2 separate regions of the Mus musculus genome follow, and region 2 is linked to region 1. A link is a contact called in public Hi-C data. All regions are on one chromosome and are shown on one strand. Each heading gives the region's core, a stretch centred on a gene start, on an enhancer-like site or on the middle of the called end of the contact. The rest is flanking DNA. Distances are from core to core; before and after follow the strand shown.

Region 1 (4,364 bases), core at 1,008-3,507:
AAGAGAATTAAACTGAGCACAGATTTGCAGTCGCTGATTTTAACCAATGAGGCAAATCAAAAACTCCATGTGCCACACTTGTGAGACATATAACTTTGCACATCCCCAGTGATGTCCCAGCATGTATTACTACTCAAATACACCTTATATTAACCAAACGGTTTCCTTCATCGGCCCCCTACGTATCTGAAGGAACCCAGAGTTGTCTTCTGTGTCTCTTCACAGACACACACCCTGGTCCCACTGCCTTGCCTGGGCAGGCCCAGCCCTGCCTGGTGTGGGCAGAGAAAGAACTGCAGGCAGCAACATGCTGCAGGGGCCCCAAGGCTTAGCAGGCACACAGCTAAGATTCTTTCCATACAGTGATGCCAACAGGTAGAACAGTTGAAACAATGTGGTCCTCCAACCACAAGACTTCTGACTGACTAAATTCTGCCAGGGAAACGAGGTATCTGCAGGTCATGCACGCTAGAGGAGGCTATGACCAGCCTCAACTCAGCCTTTTCTGCTGAACACAAACCCCTTCTTGTGCCAACTCTTTGTCTCCAATACAAACCCCTCACCAACTCCTCCCAGACCTTCACAAGGTGGGGCTCGCCATTCCACGTATGGCTCTGCCTCTAATTACTATTTACTGCATTTGCATATGTGGGCTTTTTTCTCATTATAATGTCATTAGCATTCGAAGGAGCCCCGTTGCCAGGGCAACCAGGAATGGTGAATGCATAGCACAGCCTTTAATGAAAACTTAACCCTACTTTGTTTAATTCCCAGTATGTTCTGGCTCACTCACTTTTGTGGTCACAAGAATGGAAATACCCTACAGTTGCCCCCCTTTGTTTGGCTATGTGGTATTTGTAAGCCATGTGTGTTCTCCTGAATTTACTAACACACACTGTTTTTCCTAACTAACCTTGATAACTTCCTTCCATATAGTAAATTCTTCTCATCAACACTGCACCCTCAATCCACTGCTTTGCATACCTGCAACAGACTCCATTCTCTATACATTTCACAGCTTTGGTGATTTGCAGACCCAATACTCAGGATTACCCACTTCTGAAAGCATTCTAAACTGCTTGGCCAAGGAGTAAACTCACTCCTGTAAGACAGCCTGCTCAGAGAGCATTCTTCAAAAGGAGATCTGACGTGACCTGTTGAGCCCCCACTGCCACAAACGGTCTTATCAAATCCTTATATTATAACAACAAGGGTTTGTCAACTGAGCAGATCAAGGATTAACAAAAACAAGTCATAACAGGCAAAATTTTTACTTAGCACCAGTAAAAATAAAATCCTAAATTTAGGCAAAAGAATCCAATTAAACAGACACTGGAGCTACTAGACATGCAAGCGCAATGCTAAGCCACAGGGGCTCCGTGTCACCAGGAAGAAGCACGTGTGCCAAACTGCCACACTCGGAAGCTCTGGGACTCCATCTGCAGCTGTTATACTGACTGGACAAGATGAGGACAGGGGGACAAAAACAGTAACACGAAAACACCTGATGCAAGCAAAACTGTAACATGAATTAGCAACTAGTGATCACCGCAATGTCCTTCTTCCTCAGTTAGGATTCTTTACAATAGAGGAGAAGACAGAGCCCTGCTGCCAACTAACAGAAAGGTTAGGGAGCAGGAGGTAAAGGCCAGTGGGAGCTGAGCTCTGGCTTGGGACGCAGCTGACTTGGCAGGGTAGACCTGTGAGGATGCCTTTGCCTGGGAGACACGTTTGATGATGGAACTACTCTGCACTATCTGAGAGGCAGGCAGACATCACAGGGAACCACCTAATCCAACTAGGAAACCAAACTTCCCAATGTTATTTAACCTAAATCTGTATTTCAATTACCACATGTGAGCAGTAGCTGCCACATTCTGGAGTGCAGCTACAAGGATAACAGGCAACTACTGAGTACATGTGACGATGCTGAAAGATTAGAGCATGCTCTCCAGCTTTCCTACAAACAAGCAATTCAGGGGGACCCGGAGATGTCTGTGCCTCGGCCTTTGAGAAGGGCCATGGAGGGCAGCATCCACGGTAAGCCCTGCTGTCCACACAAGCCCCAGAGCACAGGGATCCTCCGTCTTAAGACTGGAGGTGAAAGTTCAGGAGATGGGTGGCCGGTGTCAGTACGGTGTCATCTGAGATACAAATCAGCAGAGGGTTCAATTCTCAAATACTAAAGTGAAACTACCTGGCTCCATACCCTAGTCTCACCACTAAACATGTGAGTCAGTTTCCTTATCTGTAAAAGCGAGAGTAGTGATAATGGCTATATTGCCTACCAGTGTCAAGGCGAAGCATGTCCACCTCTGCAAAGGAGTATGGAGCCCGAAATAAAGTAATAATCAATGAATGGTGCGTTCCCACAGGGCAGGTTTCACACGGTACTTTATCTGATCAGTCCACACCAGTAAGTTAGAAATACCTAGAACAACCCATTTCTCTTCCAGGCATTTAGGTCATCTACATTTTCCAGAGGCCATCTGAAAAGTAACAAACCAGTCAGGCTGGGTCATCACCCTCCTGCCCCACCCCCACCCCACCCCCACGCCACCCCTCCTTGCTCGATCCCGATCCGCTACACCACTAACACACAAGCCAGAGCAGGGTTCATCCCTAGCAATGCCTGCCCCACTTGTAACTTCACTTCCTTAAGCCAGAACTGTTCCCACTCCTGGTTGTTTTTATATTGTTTTAATCAACATTTTAGTAAGGAAGCACATGAAGTAATGGGCTTCATTCTACGTGTTTAATGCCAGCCCTAACTCTCCACATCATTGCCTGAAGTCTCTTAGCTGACACTCTGGGACCTGTTGGAGCTGGCATTCTTGTCTTAGCCTTCTAGATTGTCACAATAATCAATTCACTGCTTGACCCTTTTCACATGCATAAAAATTCACATTTGAAAAGTACAGCAGGGTGTATCGGAGAGAATTTGGAAATACTGTGAGAAATCTTATCTTTTCTTGGTACAGTCTGATGAGTGCAGTTGCCCTCCATCTCTTCTCCAGCCCCAGGCAAATGCTCCAAAGAGAGGAGCATTTATTTATCACTCTCTGAATGATGGAAAAGCCTTTCTCAGCAATAACCAGAATTTGGGTAATCCTAAAGTCTACTTCCAAGTGTCATATCCAGTGAAACAAATGAGTCTTCTTTACTTTCTCTAGCCAACATAAAAAAGACACTTTTATGCCAATGTTATGAATTATGGACAGGAAGGCCAGGTGTGGTGGCGAGTGCCTGCAATCCTGGCATGTTAGGAAGGAAAGGCAGGGGACTCTTAGGTGGATAGCCAGTCTGAGCTCAGTTAGCTTCAGGTGTAGAACTTAGGATCCGCTGCTTTTCCAAATGACCACAGTTCCCAGCAGCCGTATTTGTGTGGATCACAGCTAACTGTAACTCCACCTGACAGCATCCAGAACACTCTTTTGGCCTCCACAGCACCTTCACACATGTGGCATGTATATGCCAAACACACACACACAAACACACACACACACTTACTTTAATAAAAATTCAAAACTAAGCCTTTTTAAGAAGTAAACACTGGCTGGGTGATGGTGGCGCACGCCTTTAATCCCAGCACTTGGGAGGCAGAAGCAGGCGAATTTCTGAGTTCGAGGCCACCCTGGTCTACAGAGTGAATTCCAGGACAGCCAGGGCTACACAGAGAAACCCTGTCTCAAAAAAAAAAAAAAAAAAAGAAGTGAACACAACTAAAATCTTGCATTTCAATTAACACTGCAACTTTTCCTCATCTAGAGATGATGCTCTAGTGTCTTGATTGTTATTTTCACAGAGGAAGCTGAGGCAGTAGGATTATGAGCCTAAGGCCAGCCTGGTTTAGTGAAACAGTGTCTCAAAAAAAAAAAAGTTTTTCTTCATTATTAAAATTGTGGCATGTACAAAACTCTATAAAAATTTTTTCTTTTCATTTCCAAGTACGAATGCTGTTCATTAATGTGTATGCATGAATTTTACATATGTGTAGATGTACATATATATGTATATATACATGTGTGTATGGCATGTGGAGGTCTGAGCTTGATGTCAGAAATATCCCTTTATCCATCACTCTTCCACTGTATCCACTGAGCCAAGATCTCATGACCAAACCCAGAGCTCATTAGCCAACCTGCTCTGGGGGTCCCATCTCAGCCTTTGGAGGCCGCAGCAGCTCTTTCTCTTCCATCTCTCCTTCACTCACTTGTTCATCTTAGTGGTACCCAGGGATTCTGGATATCTGGAGTGCTATGCCCCACCCATGCTGTGTGGCACCAGGCCAGATCATTTTAGGCATGGTCTGCTCACCTAGGCAGCTGGACTTGGGGTTGTCTCAGGCTTGCTCTGCCCACACA
Region 2 (4,364 bases), core at 808-3,307, 190 kb after region 1:
AAAAAGACTATACTTTCATTAGTAAAGTATATAATCATTAGAGAATATATATATTTTTTCAAAGGATTCTGTTCTAATTGAATTCCTGGGGTAAAATTCTAATAACCATACTGACTAAAATAACCTAAATGTAACCGAAAGTAAATTGAAAATACTTTTTAAGTCTTTTTTTCAAATGAATCTCCACTTTCAAGAATACCATAGTGACCCAATTACCTGTGACGGGACCCAGTTGTTTGCCATTCTTCTGCATTGCACCCCCAGTATTTCATAGTAGACTGTCTTCACAAGCCCAGTGCCTCCCATCCCCAAAGAATCCAGTGAACGGTTAGTGATATTTACCTTACAAAGTAACCAAAGCCAGATGCGCACAGAGCTCACGTCGCTGAATAAAGAAATTGTTTCCTTGTGATCACTCTTGAAGGAGAAACAGGAAACTATGGAAATTATTCTAGTGAAACTAGGAAATCGAAGACAGAAACGCCAACTAGTTTTATTTGTAAATAAACCCAACTGTATGAACCATGCATACCTTATTCTGCTAAAGCCCTTCAGCCTTTATAAATCAGGCTTTTTACACTATGACAGATTAACAACCAGGAGGAAATATTCCTGCATATGGAATCATAGATGGAGTCCTCCACCTCGCCTCGATTCACAGCTTTCATTGTGGTACATGTCGAGTCACATTTGTAGACTATGAAGAAATAAATAAATAAGATTAAAATATAACCTTAAGAAAAGAAGTCTGGATAATTGAAAATTTTTTGAAGCAGGGCCAAAGGAGAAAAATTCACTCTAGAGGGCAACTGTATATTCAGCAAAACACATTTTCCCTTGTGCTTTGGGTGTGGCTTCTATGTGTGGGACTACATATGTGTGAGGGCATCCTGCCTTATGATTGGAGTTAAATCTATGTATTTGCCAAAAGCACATTCCAGGCCTGAGAAATGCCTCTGCTACCCAGAGTCCTTAGGTTGGCATTCTGTCCTCCGTGGTCGTTACTTGGTTTGGTCCATGTCTGAGGTAAACTGAGCCCTGGAGGCTAGTACAACTTCCTTGTTTAGGTTAGTTTGAAAAACAAGAAAAGTGTCTTCTTGTTATTGAAGATCCACGCCTACAGGCTAATTTTTCTAAACACATAGTCAGCAGACCAGCAAGAAGAAAAACTTAGCTCCTGGCTCTCTAAGTGGATTCAACTTCCTCCCCGTTCCAGCAAGGGTAGAGTTGGATAATTTCTCTTCGGAGATGTTTATTTCCACTCAAATTTATTTTTGAGGATAGGGAAGAATACTGCTGTCTCTTCTGTGGATACGACTCCAATTCAAGGAGCCAGGCTTTGGTCTGCCCACTGTTGAGACACTGGACCCTTGTGGTTACCCGTGTATAACCTTGGAAATGGGGGGGTATCACCCCCATTATCTAAGGTCCTGGATTTGAATGCAGTAGCTCTAGCCCCCAGAAATTAAATCCAAAGTCAGGATCAGCAACTCCTTTCATCAGCCCCTTGCTGGAAAAACTGTGGTGCCCAAGCTTCAAGAAGGCCCATTCCCTCTCAGTTCTTTCAGGCCCACCCAAACTGAGCAGGATGGAATGTCTAAACGTATGTATGAAAGGGAAAGGGTTCATCCCAGCTGCCTTGTCCACTCCTCACCCTAGCTTTGGGGGTAGCACCAAGCATCTAAGTGGGGAGCAACTGTAAACCACAAACACCCAAACCAGGTGCCTGGCAACTTAAACTATAGAGGAGAGCTGAAAGGGCACGGAGTCTGAAGTTTAGAGAGTTCATCTTGGTATCTGAACAGACCCACTAAGGACAGAAATGGTTATATCCCAGGATTCCCCTTGTGTGGCAGTGTGAAGTCTCAAAATTCATTTTATGACCTCAACGCCCTTTATTCCGAAAAAGGTTTAAACGTCCTGTAAGAGTTTTAAATGCACAGTGGGCATAGGCGGTGGGGAGGCACTCTTCTACTTTGCCTAGCCACTGCTTTCAAATAACCTTTGTGGCGGGGCTAGGATGCAAAGCCACCTTCGCCCAACTGGTGCAACCTCAAAAACAAGCGGAAGCCAACAGGCTGCAGGACCAATCTGCCGCTCGGCCCCAGTTCTCTCTGCAAGCCCTCCAGCCTCCAGCCCCAAGTGCCCCGCAGCCCCTTTCTCACTGCCCACTCGAGCAGGTCCCTGCCCCCCGCCCCAACCCAGCCTCTAGAAACCCACAGTCGCTCTCAGAGCCCACCAGCAAATTCCCAAAAGCCCCCAGCCTTTCCAGGAAAGAGAGAGGGGGGAAAAAAAAAGACCATGACATCACGGGCAGGTTTATTTGGGTTTGTTTGTTTGCTTGTTGGCTCGATTAAATACTCGTGGAAGGTGAACGTACCCCACACAGGAGAAGTTTGATGTTGACAAACTTCTGGTGGCAGCGAGACTGTGTCAGCACAACTTCCGGGATAATGAGAGCTGCTTTGCAGGGAGCGCGGCAGCGGCGGCGGGAGGCTGCCACAGGACGGAACAGCAAATGCTATTCAGCCCGAGCAGTTTCAAGCCGCCCGAGCTGGGGAATTACTGTAGTCGAGCTTCGGCTCTTACCACCGGCGCTGGATCTGGGCGCGCGTTAGGGGGGGAAGCTGCAGGCACAGGGCGCCGAGAGGGGAGCTTTCAAGTTACTTTGCTCCTTGCCTGCACCCGGCAGAGGCTTGCAGGCTGCGTGGTAACTGCAAACATCTTGTTCCCTGCTTCTTTGGGCGGCTGCCCTGGAACCAACCAACTTTTCTCTCCCCCAAAACTCCCTCTTTGTTTCAAATAGGACTCTCCAAAATTTATTCTTGGGAAGACTGACAGCCGGGGTCAAGAAACAGCTGTTGAAGTTAATGTTTCTTCCTCCCACTTCGTCTGATGGTTGTGCCCTGCCAAGACAAAGTGAGAGGCACTGCCTGGTGGCTTCTTTAAACAGACATGCATTTAGCCACCCCCCAAAAAAATGTTTTAAAATGAGGCGGGGAGGGGCACGGGGGCAGTATATTTTCCTGCCTCACATACAATCTGATCAGAAATGCAACAGCATGTGTCTTTCAACTTGTGTTGATTACTTGCTGAAAAGATGCAGCAGATTTTAGTTTTGAGCACTTTGGGCATCAGGGGTGGGGATGAAGGTAGGGGTGATTGGCACTTTACATTTTAGTAAAGGGGATTTTTTTTCCCTTCGGGCCAGACCCACTTGACCCTCTAAGAGACAGAATGGCCTGGGAGAGGGAGAAAAGAGTTTTACTCTTTGGCAAGATGAAGTCACAATGGAAAATTCAAATTGTTGTGCACAACCAGAGCTGGCATAGAACTTGAGCAACCATTTTTATTTGGAGATGACCATAGCCTAGCTTAGGGTGCTACTGTGTCCTAATATCTTTCAGTTCTTCTTTCAGACCAGGGGCTCCTCTTCCTTTCCCTAACACAAGTTGGTCGTCACCCAGAAGGTATTCTAGAGCAGGGGGCTCTCTTCAGGGTGAAGGTGGACTAGGTAACCTTGCATCTCTTGACATTCAGAGAGCTGAAGGGTTGTGAAAGGACTGCTCAGGACTGCTCAGGACTGCCCTCCTGAGAGTTGCCATGCCCTGGCTGAGCAGTGATGTAGATGGGTGAAGGGGAACGCCATTCTTCCCACACCGGAGAACTAACCACTGTGCCACCTGGCTTGTTCTCAGTAGGGCTCGTTGGGTCAGATCCCACGAAGACTTAAAAGGCTCCCTCTACATCACCAGGTTATTCCATCACCACATGGCAATGCAGCTCCGCCACAAACTGCTATTGCATCAGCCCCAGGGATATTTTAGGAAGCTCTCAAGCTGGGTCCAGCAATGCAGGCATCAGGACCGCACTGCCAAAACCAGAGCTGCTGGACAGGTGGCCGCAGTGCCTTCTCTATTCTCTGTCAACCCTGTGCTCTCTCTTCAAAGCAGGCCGGTCTGCTTGGGGGCTTCCTTCCCCTCTCTCTGCCTGGATTCAGACCCAGGAGGAGATAACCTATCAGCCACTACCTTTGTTTTTCCTCCAGCCCCTTTGCTGTGTTCCAGCCCTTTTTCTGATGTTCTCGCCATTTCTGCCTATCAGGGGCACCCAGAGATCTTTAGTAGTATTTGTTCCATACTATCTGAAAATGAACTGGCTATACTCTGAGTCACAGCACCATACACATAGCCTCTAGCTTGGATGCTTGTACATCACAGGCTGCTTTGACTTACATGAACTTTTCTCTCCCCACCCCACCCCCGCCCCACCCCCAACCGTTTCCCTCCCAGCTTGTCTAGTACCAGGGTAGTGGCCAAGAGTCAGTAGACCCTTAGTAAGCACCCTGTTTTCCTGGTCTCTGC

The links. A called contact is a pair of places that touch in the nucleus more often than the background predicts.
Region 2: a Hi-C map of the G1E-ER4 cell line shows a contact between it and region 1, with 3 times the contacts expected there. The contact joins two enhancer-like sites. A contact is called at or near these places in 11 of 484 Hi-C or Micro-C datasets (the G1E-ER4 cell line, Th1 cells, brain and 6 more), 6 of 115 datasets of contacts at active chromatin or transcription factors (DN3 thymocytes, astrocytes, embryonic midbrain and 3 more) and 1 of 9 other capture datasets (embryonic tail).

The regions. Positions count from the first base shown.
Region 1 is chr13:91,178,309-91,182,672 of GRCm38.p6, forward strand. All of the region lies in intron 2 of Atg10 (autophagy related 10), which reads right to left. Among named protein-coding and RNA genes, the nearest start is that of Atg10, 43 kb to the right of the region's middle. Within about 2 kb of position 2,258, at least 23 of the 459 cell types and tissues checked have an H3K27ac peak or open chromatin away from gene starts, as enhancers often do. A contact at or near this core is called in the G1E-ER4 cell line, Th1 cells, cerebellum and 2 more, where this site is marked.
Region 2 is chr13:91,368,519-91,372,882 of GRCm38.p6, forward strand. It overlaps A830009L08Rik (RIKEN cDNA A830009L08 gene), which reads right to left. Exons shown (of 3, transcript NR_045161.1): 3 at 472-2,906. Among named protein-coding and RNA genes, the nearest start is that of A830009L08Rik, 17 kb to the right of the region's middle. Within about 2 kb of position 2,058, at least 410 of the 459 cell types and tissues checked have an H3K27ac peak or open chromatin away from gene starts, as enhancers often do. A contact at or near this core is called in the G1E-ER4 cell line, Th1 cells, cerebellum and 2 more, where this site is marked.